Linked DNA regions of Mus musculus: all the other regions are linked to region 3. Evidence: chromatin contacts called from public HiChIP or PLAC-seq and Micro-C data. All regions are on one chromosome and are shown on one strand. The core of a region is the stretch at or near the end of the contact, and the rest is flanking DNA. Distances in the headings are between cores, read along the strand shown. Region 1 holds the start of Nqo1 (NAD(P)H dehydrogenase, quinone 1). Region 2 holds the start of Terf2 (telomeric repeat binding factor 2). Region 3 has its middle 31 kb from the start of Nfat5.

Region 1 (4,259 bases), core at 78-2,577, 140 kb before region 3:
GTGCAGGAATGTACCCTCCCCAAAGTACCTCCCCCATAGGAACAAGAATCTGCCTCCCTAATAAGTTCTCACCTTTTCTTTGTTTGGGAAGTGCGTTGCTTTAAAAATTGTCCTTGGTCTCTTTGCCTGCTGCAGCTGATATTTCTTTCTTCCCTCTTATAGCCCATTGTGTTACTTCGGCTTTGCCCTAACCGGAATGAGACTCCACTGAGATCCATCACAAGGGCTGTCACTAGCCTGTCACCACAGGAGACTGCACGTGTGTCTTTCCCTCACTGTCAGAATTTATCAGATAACAGGAAAGTTGAGCTCTTTTAATGATGGCAATCTGTTATAATGTCTACCCTACTTTGGGAGCTTGACCAAGGCACACACATACATGTAGGGTCTTTATTCCAACCCTTTTTCTTTCTTTCTCTGTTTTTGAGACAGGGTCTCACCTATGTAGCCCTGGCTGTTGTTCTAGCACTAGCTATGTGGACCAGTCTGGCCTTAAACTCAGAGATCTGCCTGCTTCTGGCACCCAAGTGATGGGATTAAAAGCATGTACTAGTCGTGGTGGCGCACTCCTTTAATCCCAGCACTTGGGAGGCAGAGGCAGGTGGATTTCTGAGTTCGAGGCCAGCCTGGTCTACAGAGTGAGTTCCAGGACAGCCAGGGCTACACAGAGAAACACTTCCCTGTGGCTGCTGTCTCCTGCCAGCTTTGCTCTGGCTTCCTAGAGAGTCGCACAGATGAGTTCCCCGTTACCTGGTCACCGGGGGCAAAGTTGAGGAGACCCAAGTGTGTATACCCAGGGAGCAGTTTTTGCAGTTTCTAAGAGCAGAACGCAGCACGAATTCATTTCACACGAGGACAAGTCTCTCTGAACTTTCAGTCTAGAGTCACAGTGAGTCGGCAAAATTTGAGCCCATCCGTTTTGCTGCCCCACCCTTCCCCTAGCGTGCAAAGGTGACTTCCCACGGCTGAGTGAGGACTAATCTACACAGGCTGATTATGTAGGCAGGTCCCACGAAGCTCGAAAAATTCTGTTGGAAATTTCCATTTTGTACCCAGGAGGTCTTGGGACAGGGAGCAGATGAATTTATTCAATATGTCCCCATATCCTCAAATTCTCTCTCACTCCCTTGCTCCCGGGGAACCCTTTTGACTTCCATATACAGGAGTCCTAGTCCAGCCCCAAACTGCTTCTCCCTGCCAAAAACTTGGTATCTTCCCAAGATGCCTCTGGGTTCTGGAGTCCAGCCCCGCCCTCGCTGGCTGCTCTGCACAGTGGGCTGGGCGGGCATAAGCAGGATATAAAGCCTTCGCTCAGCCCATACCCCAAGGCTCAGCTCTTACTAGCCTAGCCTGTAGCCAGCCCTAAGGATCTCTCCGAAGAGCTTTAGGGTCGTCTTGGCAACCAGCTGCTCAGCCAATCAGCGTTCGGTATTACGATCCTCCCTCAACATCTGGAGCCATGGCGGGTGAGTGTGGCGCCAACTCCAGTCTGATTTACTCTGAGGAGGATGTAGGGGCTGGCTGTGAGTTTTGTTCCTTGCCTCAAAGAGGAAAAGTGAGGTGGTTAGGAACCTGGATGAGCCTCGGTTAGTCTCTGGAAGGAGAACTTCTTCTCAGAACCAGCGATGCAGATTATTCTGCAGCCCAAGTTCACCCGTGGGCAACTCTAGCATTGCCCCTTCTACACCGTTCCTTAACAGAGCTGCCACTCCCTGTACCGCGTTTGGACTATTTAGAAAAAGGGTAACATGTGTCCTAGGTTGGCCTTAAAGCTGCTGTATAGTGAAGGATAGCCTTGAACTTGGGGTCTTATTGCCTCCACTGCCTAAGTGCCAGGATTCTAAGTGCATATCACCACGCCTGATTTCTACGGCTCTGGGAATTGAATTGAAACCAGGACTTCCTGCATACTAGACAAACTCTCTACCACCTGAGCTCTGTGCACATCCCCAACCTAGGCCAGATAGTATTTAACCATTTGGAAATACGTTGCTAACATTTAGAAATGCAAGCAGGCAATTTACAGGGACCACTGCTGGGCTTGGTGGCACCCTGGAGGCAAAGGCAGGCAAATTTCTTTTAAGTTCCAAGGTAGCCTGGTCTATAGATCCAGTTTCGGGACAGTCAGAGCTACATAATGAAGAGAGACTGTCTCAAACAAACTAACAAACCAAACCGCAGATTTTTAAAAGGGGTATCACCACTTTGTGAAACAAAACGGGAAGATGTGGAGATGGGTACAGGGAGCGTAGCTGAGAAGGAGTGTAACAGAATCGGAGCCTAATTCCAGTCTACCTGGCTCTGGAAAGTTTCTACTGTGACCCTGGAGCAGGAAATCCGATTTGTTAATTGGTCCATTTTTGTGACAGTCTCCTCACTTTGCCATCAGCCCAGGGGAAGGCAGGGGAGAGTCCTTGGCAGTTACCACCACATTATTGTCTAGTGTTTGACTGGCATCTACTGCGTTCTTGGCCAAGTAGCCTCCAGGGCTAAGTACTTCCCAACAGGGCCTGGCTCTGAGTTCTGGGCAGCAATTAGGTTTAGGTGTTTCCTCTGTTGGGGCGGGACTTAACTTTTTGGAGTTCCTTTCCCTTTAAAACTATTTCAGACTCTGCAAATGCACTCAGGATCTCGCCTTGCTAAAAGCACAGAGGGAGGGAAGGATGCTTCTGCCGTTGTACAGGGTCATCCCAGTGTTCTCTAAGCTCTGCGATGAGTTGCTGGGAGAGCCAGCGAGGGAGGGTTTTCAACAGCTGGTAAGGCTGTGTCTGCTTCGGTCTCCATTTATGCATGAGGGATAAATGTTCCAAGCCCCCTCCACTGCAGCCGCAGACAGCACAGAGCACAAGCATTATCATATTTATCTTACACTCCCACACTTGTGTTCGGTTCAGTTCAGTGTTTGTTTATTCATCCATCCGTTCATCCACTCATTCATTATGGCCAGACTAGCTTCAAACTCGATTTGGTCTAGGCTGACCTTGAACACCTGAACCTCCTGCCTCTGCGCCCCAGTGCAGGTGTGTGTCCAGGCCAGGCTAAATTTAATTTACAAATTAGAGTAGAAGATTGACAAAATAAAAAGTAAAACAGAAAAATGACGCCCATAGGCTGTAATACTGGCAACCTAGTCTGCTCTCTGTTGCTGCGAGGAAACGCCGACCAAAAGCAAGCGGAGAAGGAAAGGGTGGGTTTCAGCTGACAGTTCCGGGTCCTAGTTCGTCACCAAGGGAAATGGAGGCAGGAGCCTGGAGGTGGGAACTGAAGCAGGAGAACTCTGCTTACTGACTTGCTCTCTGTGACCTTTTCAACCTGTTCTCTCACACAACCCAGTGAGTGGCACCTGCCCAAGGGTGACACCAATCACAGGGAGCTGACCCTCCCCAAATCAATCACTAATCAAGAAAATGCCACCCACTACAGGCCACTGTCTGATGGAGGCCACTATGGGCCAGTCTGATGGAGGCCACTGTCTGATGGAGGCCACTATGGGCCAGTCTGATGGAGGTCTCCCCTGACATTCCCTGCAGAGGGCTGGGAAGCACTGAAGCTTTCAGGTGGGGGTGGGGGAGGGAGGCTGAAAGCAAGACTGGGCTGGATACTGGAGTGAGGTTTGTTTCCAGGGGACGGTCCAGATAACTTCAGCTACCCAAATTTAGAGTCAGGGTTGCCAAGAATGTTATTGGATAAAGGGACCTGCTACCAGGCAGGCTTGATGAGCTGGGTTCCCTCCTTAGGACCCACATGGAAAGAGAGAACCAACTCCAACTCCTGCAAGTTCTGCCTAAGACACACACACACACACACACACACACACACACACACACACTGAAAAAATAAATAATGTAATTTAAAAGCACTCGGGAGGTAGAGGCAGATGGGTCTTTATAAGTTTGAGTCCAGCCTTTTGTATGTAACAAACTCCAGGGCAACCAAGGCCACACAATGAAACCTTGTCTCAGAAAAACTAACAAAAGAAAACCCACAACAAAACAAACAAACAATATCAGGGTGGAGAGATCGCTCATTGGTTAAGCACACAGGCTGCTCTTGTAGAAAGTCTGGGCTTGCTCCCCAGTGTTCACATGGGAGCCAAAACTTTTTGTAATTTCAGTCCTTCTGAGGGTACCAGGCATGTATCTGTTACACAGGCATATGTGCAAACAAAACACCCATACCTGTAAAATAAGTATATTCTAAAATTTAAAAATTGTTTCTTCTCTCTCTCCCTTCCTCCTTTTTTTTTTGAGACAGGGTCT
Region 2 (4,871 bases), core at 1,317-3,816, 170 kb after region 3:
GGAGAGAGGAAGGAGACTGGAGTGGGAGGATTAAGTGGAGAGCAGGATGGTAGAGGAGGGACTCTAGGGAGGAACAACTGACATTCGGGCCATTAGAGGGCCCACATGGGATCCTGATACTGAGGCTTCCTAAATTTGTACATATATTGTCTTAGAGTTTTATTGACGTGACCAAGGCAACTCTTGTGTTGTTGTTGCTTGTTTGTTTGGTTGGTTTGTTTTGTTTTTCTGAGGCAGGGTTTCTCTGTGTAGGCCTGGCTGTCCTGGAACTCATTCTGTAGACCAGGCTAGCCTCGAACTCAGAGATCCACCCGCCTCTGACTCTCAAGTGCTGGGATCAAAGGCATGCACCACCACTGCCCAGCCCAAGGCAACTTTTTTTTTGTAAAGATTTATTTATTTTACTTATATGAATGCACTGTAGCTGTCTTTAGACATACCAGAAGATGCTGCCAGATCCCATTACAAGATGGTTGTGAGCCACCATGTGGTTGCTGAGAATTGAACTCGGGACCTCTGGAGGAGCAATCAGTGCTCTTAACCTCTGAGCCATCTCTCCAGCCCGCAAGGCAACTCTTATAAAAGAAGACATTTAATTTGGGTCTGATTTACAGTTTAAGAGGTATAGTCCATTCCCATCATGGTGGGAAGTGTGGCAGCATCCAGACAGACATAGTGCTGGAGAAAGAGCTGAGAATTCTACATCTTGATCTGCAAGAAGGAAACTGGATGTGTTTCATATTGGGCGTAACTTGAGCATTTAAGATCTCAAAACCCTGCCTTCACAATGCCACACTTCCTTGAAATCCCACCAATCCCCATTCTGGAACTGTCCACTCTGGGAAGCTCCACCTCCCACCCCCCAAGAAACCCTATATAAAGTCTTCCTTCAGTTCACTGCTGCTTTTTACCCAAGCAGAGGCAGCCACCCTTTTGGGGTCTTCCCTCCCAAACACATCTCTTGTGTGAGATTTGTTGTACAGTGTGATTTTGTGGAGTTCTTTGTCCCCTGATTGACAGGATACCTCCCAGAACAGAGGTGTAACACCTTCCACTGTGGCAACCTCCCCCTTGCTGAAGCACAGATGTAATACTTTTTAGAGAGAAACCTTCCCTTGCCAGGCCTCGCCCCTGAGGAGCTCCAACCACCAGTTCCATCCACAGAACACTCTAACCACTCTAATGGCTGGACCCAGCCAGCCCTCACCCTACAGAGTAAAAAAACTCAAGCTCTGGACTTGAAAACTTGCCCTGCTCCACTCTCACCCCAAGAAACCCCACATAAACCCTGCCTTCTACTCAGTATCCAGCTGCCTCTCGCCTGAGCCTGAGTCTTCCTTCCTTCCCAGTAAATTTCTTGTGTGTGAGGTTTGTCGTATAGTGTGACTTTGTGATATTCCTTGGTTCTTGACTGCCAAGATACTTTCCCCTCAGAGCTATAACTTTTACACTGGGTGTAAAGACATGGACCACTGCACCAAACTTAAAAATCAGATTTTTTTTTTTTTTTGTAAACAAAAATAGATTGTCCAAGCATGCTCTGGATGAGTTCATGAAAAGCAATTGGAATCCAGGAGCAACAAGATAGATGGTTCAGTGGATAAAGATGCTTGCCAGAGACTAAGCCAGATGACCTGATTTCAGTCCCTAGGATCCACATAATGAAAGGCAAAAACCAACTTCTAAAAGTTATCCTTGGATCTCTGTGTATACACACACACACACACACACACACACACACACACACACAATTTGTTGAACCCTGAGCTACAGGAACCAGAAATAGTAACTCAGTTCATTTTAATACAATCCTCACGATGTCCACTTGACAGAAAGGGGCACAGGTACACAAACGGAGAAGTAACTTGTTCAAGGTTTACACAATAAGAAGCAGACCTGTCAGGATATCAAGGCAGATAGTTTAGCTCCTGTTAAGTAAGGCAAACAGGCTGGAATCACCAAGCAGCTTGGATTACCATAGCTAGGATTGCTTTAGAGAGTGGCTCCAAAGCCATGTTGTGGATGGGCTCTGACATGAGTTCAAAACTAGCCTGGGTAACTTTGCAGGGCCTGTCTTAGAATACATTTTTACTAGGTGGCTGGGGACAGTGCACGGTTGATAAAGTGCTTGCTCTAGAATGGCGAGGACCTCCGTTGATTCCCAGAACAAACCTATGTTTTAAAAAGAAAAAAAGTAAAAAAAAAAAAAAAAAAAAAAAAGGCTGGCCATGTTGGCACTATCTCAGCACTGCAACACAGAGGCAGAGTTCTATGTCTTGAGTTCCAAGCCAACCAGGGATACACAGTGAGACTCTGTGTCAAAACAAAACAAAGTAATTTCTTTCTACTGTACTGCTTTTCACAATTTGCGAAATGTCTAACATTATGCACGCGCTTATTTTTCATATTCTTTACACTGTCCCAAGTCTGCAGCGTAGTCTTCAAAATAGCGCGCCTGGCTGGGCTGTGTGGACTCCAATCCCCAGCAAGCATTGCAGCAGACACAAGAGGAACTACGGATGCCGAGGAGGTGGGTAGACCCCCCGCCGCCTCGGTCCTTTCCCTCCCAGAAGCCCGCGGGCGGCTCGGAACCCCGTCGGTATCATGGCTGCGGGAGCCGGGACAGCGGGCCCTGCTTCCGGCCCGGGCGTTGTGCGTGACCCGATGGCGTCACAGCCAAGGAAACGGCCCAGTCGGGAGGGCGGGGAGGGCGGGGAGGGCGAGCGGCGGTCGAACACGATGGCGGGAGGAGGCGGGAGCAGCGATAGCAGCGGGCGGGCGGCGAGCCGACGGGCATCGCGCAGCGGCGGGCGGGCTCGACGGGGGCGACACGAGCCAGGGTTGGGAGGCGCGGCCGAGCGGGGCGCGGGGGAAGCTCGCCTGGAGGAGGCGGTCAACCGCTGGGTGCTCAAGTTCTATTTCCACGAGGCGCTGCGGGCCTTTCGGAGTAGCCGGTACCGGGACTTCAGGCAGATCCGGGACATCATGCAGGGTGAGAGCCGGCTCGGGCCGCGGGGAGGAGGACATGGTTTTGGGGGGCATGACTTGGGGTCCGGGGCTCGCGGAGCCAACCATGTCTTCTTTCCCAGCGTTGCTTGTCAGGCCCTTGGGGAAGGAGCATACGGTGTCCCGGTTGCTGCGGGTTATGCAGTGTCTGTCGCGCATTGAAGAAGGAGAAAATTTAGGTACGGCTATTTTTTGTGTGTTCTTTTCTGGGCTTACTTACGTAGGGTTTTGTTATTTTCAAACTTAACATCCGGAACTGAAAGATTCCGGGTTAAAGTGCACTACTGGTTCCACCGCGGAGGGCTTTTTCATTCAACAGTGGTTGAATTCTCTAATTCCGGTTTTCTCCAGTTAAAGTTTCTTGGCTGTCTTTTGTTTTGTTTTCTCCCACCTGTTAATTGCACACCCATTTTTATTGCTACAAGTAAGTTACGTCAATAAGGACACATCTTTCTCCCTCTTCCTCCAAATAGTAAAGTGGGAACACTCTCCCATCCACACACAAGTTGAACTTGGCAGCTACTTAACAAACTCTCTTCATTGTTGGCCCCTTGTATCTGAGGAAGTTGTGTTATTCTGGATTTTGGAGGCAAACATATATGTTATAATTGAGCTGTATTAAAAAGTATTGAAAGATAGTCACTTAAAATACGTTGAAGCCAGCCGGGCAGTGGTAGTGCACACCTTTAATCCCAGCATTTGGGAGGCAGAGGCAGGTGGATTTCTGAGTTCGAGGCCAGCCTGGGCTACAGATCCAGTTTCAGGACAGCCAAGGCTACACAGAGAAACCCTGTCTTGAAAAACAAAAAAGAAATATGTTGATTGGAATTTGAACCATATATCAAGGACATAAACAAATAAATGCAAACTTTACTGGGTCTGTATGGCCCTTTTATATTATTAGTTTTTTTTTTTTTTAATGACAGAGTCTTAAAAGAGTCTACATAGCCATAGCTGTTGAACTCACTGTGTAGACCAGGTTGGCCTCTGCCCTCTGCCTCCTGAGTGAGGAGATTAAATGCCTGGTTTGCATGGTTCTTTGTACAAATGAGTCTTGTGGTGTTTGCATGCTTTATAAATAGCTATGTAAACTTTTTGGACATGTTTGCTCCTCCTTAGCAAAGAGCTTAAAGTGGAAACTGTGTTTTGTCCTAGACTGTTCCTTTGATATGGAGGCTGAGCTCACACCCTTGGAATCAGCTATCAATGTGCTGGAGATGATTAAAACAGAGTTCACACTGACAGACTCTATGGTTGAATCCAGCAGAAAACTGGTCAAGGAGGCTGTAAGACACATTTTTACTATTTTATTTTATTTTATTGTCTAGCAGAAGTCAGGGATCTTTGCAGACTCCTTGTGGAATCTTTTCTGCGTGGGTAGAGGGAAGAGCAGGTGGAGGGAGAGACAGACAGAGTAAGTAGTAAGCCCTCTAGCTGTGGAGAGGATAGCTCTGTGGTTTGGGTTGTTTTTGTGGCCTTGGGAAGTGGTTGACGTTGAAGACGGTTTTGGAAGTTTGTACCTTTGAGGAGCACTGAGGCCCCCCAAGTATCTGTGGTCCTAGGTTTGGTTGCCATTGTCTGTAATAAGCCAAAAGGAATGGTTAGGGCCTTGGGAAATGTGGGACTGAGTTTTTTGACTGCTGAAAGGAAGACTTAAGGAATCATTCCTGCACTAGACTAGAGTCAACCAGAGAAGAGACAGAGCACAGACAGAGCTCCAGAGTGACAGAGCGACAGAGTGACAGAGCGACAGAGTGACAGAGCTAGCTGAGGAGTGACAGAGCTCCAGAGTGACAGAGCGACAGAGTGACAGAGCTGAGGAGTGACAGAGCTCCAGAGTGACAGAGCTCTAGAGTGACAGAGCT
Region 3 (4,383 bases), core at 894-3,393:
GGGGTTCTGGCACCCTCTTCTGGCCTCCTCGGGTACCGGGCATTCAGTGCACATTCTCATACAGAAGCAAAACGTTCATGTGCATAAAATAAAAAAATAATAAATCTTTTGAAAGAAAAATGCAAACAACTAAGAAGTGCTTATAAGGGCTCAAGAGATGGCTCAGTGGTTAGGACCATTTACTGCTCGCTGTTCTAGCGGATGAGAACTGGCGCCCAGTGCCCATGTTAGGAAGCTTCCAGCCATCCTGTGACTGCAGCTCTACAAAAATCTCACTTCCTTTTCTGGTCTCTAAGGTAACTGTGTACATGCATACATACACACCAACACAAATTTAAAAAAAAATTTTTTTAAATGGGAGGATGTATTGAGACAGCCTTCTCTATGTAGCACTGGCCTGCCTGGAACTGTCTATGTAGACCAGGCTGGGCTCCAAATCACAAAGACCTTATTAACAGAGCAGGCCACCACATTGGGCTTAAAGTTTAATAAAAAAAAATTAAAAGAGTTAAAAATCTCTCCTTTCTGGTGGCTGCAGAGATGACTGAAGAGACTGGCTGCTCTTCCTGAGACTGCGGCTTCAATTCCCAGCACCCATACAGAGGCTCACAATTGTCTATGTAGAACTGAAGTCCCATAGGCTCGGATGCCCTCTTTAGGGATACAGATAAAACACCCATATACATAAGAAACATAAATAAATAAACCTTACCAAAACAAGATAAAAAAAAACTTCTCTTTTCTGCTTTGCAATTCTGCCCCTAAACTCAAACTGCATTTGTCTCTTTCTAGAGTATATTTATTCAAATACATATTTATCTCATGTGTGTCTCTTTCTAGAGTATTATTCAGACATACTAAGTTTTAAAATATTATGTCTTGGGCCAGCAAGTAAAGTGGGTAAAGGTAAAGAAAGGTGCTTGCTGCCACATCTTATGACCTGTGTCTGATCCCAGGGACCTAAGGATGGAAGCAGAGAACCGACTCCTGAAAGATGTTCTCTGGCCTTCATATCCTTACATACCATGACACAGGCATGCCCACATACATACACACACACAAAAGTACATAAATAAATGTAATAAGAATCCAAAGAGCTCTTCCACAGGAGGCCTACACGCCGCCGTCTGTGCCGCCGCCATGTCTCTAGTGATCCCTGAGAAGTTCCAGCACATTTTGCGAGTACTCAACACCAACATCGATGGGCGGCGGAAAATAGCCTTCGCCATCACTGCCATTAAGGGCGTGGGGCGGAGATATGCTCATGTGGTGTTGAGGAAAGCAGACATCGACCTCACCAAGAGGGCTGGAGAACTCACGCAGGATGAGGTGGAGCGAGTGATCACCATCATGCAGAACCCACGACAGTACAAGATCCCAGACTGGTTCCTGAACAGACAGAAGGATGTGAAGGATGGGAAGTACAGCCAGGTTCTGGCCAACGGTCTAGACAACAAGCTGCGTGAGGACCTGGAGCGGCTGAAGAAAATTCGAGCCCATAGAGGGCTGCGCCACTTTTGGGGCCTTCGTGTCCGCGGTCAGCACACCAAGACCACTGGCCGCAGGGGCTGAACTGTGGGTGTATCCAAGAAGAAATGAGTCTCTGGGCCTTTGCTGTTAATAAATAGTTTATATACCTATGAAAAAAAAAAAAAGAATCTAAAGAACATTGTACCTCATTAAACCCTTCCAACAATGGTTTGAAAATGGTATTCCAAGCAAATGCCGTAACTAAGACTCAGAGAGAGATTCAGCAACCAGTCCAAAGTCACAGCAAGAAAACAGCAAGTCCATGCTGTTCCCAGGATGCCCCAGGCTTAGGAGGCAGGAGGTTAGAGGCCAGAATGTGCTCTGCATATTAGATACTGGGAAGGGCTCAGTCTGGGATGGGGAGTGGGGGTAGGGGACTCCTTAGCTTGGCACAAGGCTCTCACAAGCTAAGATCAGCATCCCTCTCTTCCTCTAGTCTATGCCAACAGGAAAGCTGTGCAGGCAATAGTCATGATTGCCTAGAAAATCATGAATGTGATTCTAGAAGTGTTTTAGGTTGCCATTGGCATCGGATGGGAGGGATATACTATGTAGAGATCAGGAAACACAAGGGTGTGCCCCAGTGCACACGCAGAGGTCAGAGGACAACGTGCAGGAAGCAGTTCCCTCTTATTTTGTGGGTTCTGTTAGGTCTCAAACCCGGGACAAATGGCTTATTTAACATATCAAAGCCGACCGGGTTCTCCCAGCATGCTTCAGTCCCTATCTGTTACGGGTGTGGCTGGCATATTCTCTACCTTAAAATTCTCCAGCCCAGAGGTTGGACTGCCCTTCCCCCAGCTGCTCTTCTGTATATAGTCCAGCCATTTTGGCTACGCTGGTCCTTGCTGGTCCTTTTTACCCTTCACCTTCTGGCTTTTCGGTCTGGCTCTCACCATCTCCGATCCCCCATCTCTGATCCCCCATCTCCTCTCATGACCCTGTCATATTCACTCTGGACTCTCTCAGATGTCCCTGCCTGTGACTATGTTCTTTCTTTTATCTACAATAATCCTTTCCCTCCACCAAACTATGAACAGTCATATCCTTCCTTTTCTCTTCCTTTTCTTTTTCCTTTCCTTTCCTCTCCTCTCCTCTCCTCTCCTCTCCTCTCCTCTCCTCTCCTCTCCTCTCCTCTCCTCTCCTCTCCTTTCCTCTCCCCTGTCCCCTCTCCCCTCTCCCCTCCCCTCCCCTCCCCTCCTCTTTCTTTCTTTCTTTCTTTCTTTCTTTCTTTCTTTCTTTCTTAAATTGAAGTTCAAAGAATTGGGTTCAGGCCGTCAACCAGGCTTGGTGGCAAGTGAGCCATCTTACTGTCCCTGGTATTTTGTAAAATATTATAGTGAACCCATGTGACGGGTTCTGCACACGGAGTCCTCAGAATTCAACCAATACAAAATTCACAACACAGAAGAGCACTCAGGCCTCTCCTCCAAGCCAATGTGAACCACTTGCCAGGAATGGAATTTTCACACCTTAAATGGTCGAAGTGAGTTTTGGGGGGGAGGCTTCTGGGTGAATCATAAAGCCAGCCATTGCTGGTAGGGCCTCTGAATGGGAGGAAACAGGAACAAAGTGCCAAGGTTTCCGCACAAGCTGGTTGGCAGTTCAGGATGTTGGGCCCTGTTGTGACCTCAACTGAACCACACCTCCAGACAAACAAACAAACACCCTCCTCTACCAAAAACAAAACAAAAAACCCCCAAAACAAAAAACCCTCACGTCCACACCCACCAGCAGAGCTGTAAACTAGATACTGCCCCAGCAACACAAAGGGTTCTTGCTGCCTGAGTCCACTCTCACCCCAATCAGGAACTTCTATGTGTTCTTTATATATATATGCATATATATATATATATATATATATACTCAAATCTTATTTTTTTAAATTTTTGTAGCTATTATTATTATTATTATTATTATTTTATTGAATATTTTCTTTATTTACATTTCAAATGTTATCCCCTTTCCAGGTCTCCCCTCTGGAAACCCCCTCCCCCTGCTTCTTTGAGGGTGCTCCCCCACCCACTCACCCACCCTCTCCTACCTTCCTGCCCTGGCATTCCCCTACACTGGGGCATCAAACCCCCTCAGGCCCAAGGGCCGCTCTTTCCACTGATGTCCAACAAGGCCATCAGGCTGGAGAGATGGCTCAGCGGTTAAGAGCACTGACTGCTCTTCCAGAGGTCCTGAATTCAATTCCCAGCAACCACATGGTGGCTCACAACCATCTGTAATGGGATCCCATGGCTTCTTCTGGTGTGTCTGAAGTCAGCTACAATGTGCGTCTATGTGTTCTTCTAGGACCTCCACATTTGCTGAGGGATATACTCAACCCCATCTTCTAGTCCAGGAAAATGAGCTCCCAAAAGAGAGCTGTTGCATCCAAACATCACAATTCAAAAACCCGTTGAGCAAGGATTGCAAGTCAGGTGTCTGCATTTGGCTTTAAGACATCTGCGCCAAGTGTTTCAAAGCAGCTTTGCAAACAAACCATATATTTTAATCTCAAAGAAAAAAAAAAAAAACCTCCACCAAATCATTTCACAGCCTCGATCCTCACACATCGTGGTTCATATTCTGAGCCCAGATGGTAAAACAAAACTTCAAGGTTGTTCCCAGCACACACACATATGTTCTGGACAAAGGTTTCTCGGCTCAAAGAGAAGTAACCTAAATGACACATCCCAAGTATTTCATTTGTTAGGGGTTTCGTTGTTGTTGTTTTGTTTTGAGTTTTTGTTTGTTTGTTTGTTTGTTTGTTTGTTGTTGTCCAAGCTAGCCCCAAACTCTCTCTATAGCCAAGGATGTCCTTGAACTCCTGATCTTCTTGCCTCCACCTCTCACAACAAGATG

The links. Hi-C and Micro-C count contacts between places; a contact is called where the count stands out from the background. HiChIP or PLAC-seq counts read pairs in DNA pulled down with a chosen protein or histone mark.
Region 1: a contact with region 3 is called in a Micro-C map of embryonic stem cells, with 4 times the contacts expected there. The contact joins the promoter of Nqo1 here to the enhancer-like site in region 3. A contact is called at or near these places in 1 of 484 Hi-C or Micro-C datasets (embryonic stem cells), 2 of 115 datasets of contacts at active chromatin or transcription factors (effector CD8 T cells and embryonic stem cells) and 2 of 9 other capture datasets (adipose tissue and pancreatic islet).
Region 2: an H3K27ac HiChIP or PLAC-seq map of embryonic stem cells shows a contact between it and region 3, with 6 read pairs. The contact joins the promoter of Terf2 here to the enhancer-like site in region 3. A contact is called at or near these places in 10 of 39 promoter capture datasets (the 3T3-L1 cell line, 3T3-L1-derived adipocytes, cranial neural crest and 4 more), 12 of 115 datasets of contacts at active chromatin or transcription factors (bone marrow-derived dendritic cells, effector CD8 T cells, embryonic stem cells and 3 more) and 3 of 9 other capture datasets (adipose tissue, liver and pancreatic islet).

The regions. Positions count from the first base shown.
Region 1 is chr8:107,400,273-107,404,531 of GRCm38.p6, reverse strand. It overlaps Nqo1 (NAD(P)H dehydrogenase, quinone 1), which reads left to right and starts at 1,327. Exons shown (of 6, transcript NM_008706.5): 1 at 1,327-1,466. The coding sequence starts at 1,460.
Region 2 is chr8:107,094,243-107,099,113 of GRCm38.p6, reverse strand. Terf2 (telomeric repeat binding factor 2) reads left to right here and starts at 2,566. Exons shown (of 10, transcript NM_001371065.1): 1 at 2,566-2,992; 2 at 3,090-3,185; 3 at 4,162-4,292. The coding sequence starts at 2,605. Mir7075 (microRNA 7075) reads left to right here and starts at 3,008; the gene lies at 3,008-3,089.
Region 3 is chr8:107,260,006-107,264,388 of GRCm38.p6, reverse strand. It overlaps the pseudogene Rps18-ps3. Among named protein-coding and RNA genes, the nearest start is that of Nfat5, 31 kb to the left of the region's middle. Within about 2 kb of position 2,143, at least 4 of the 459 cell types and tissues checked have an H3K27ac peak or open chromatin away from gene starts, as enhancers often do. A contact at or near this core is called in embryonic stem cells, where this site is marked.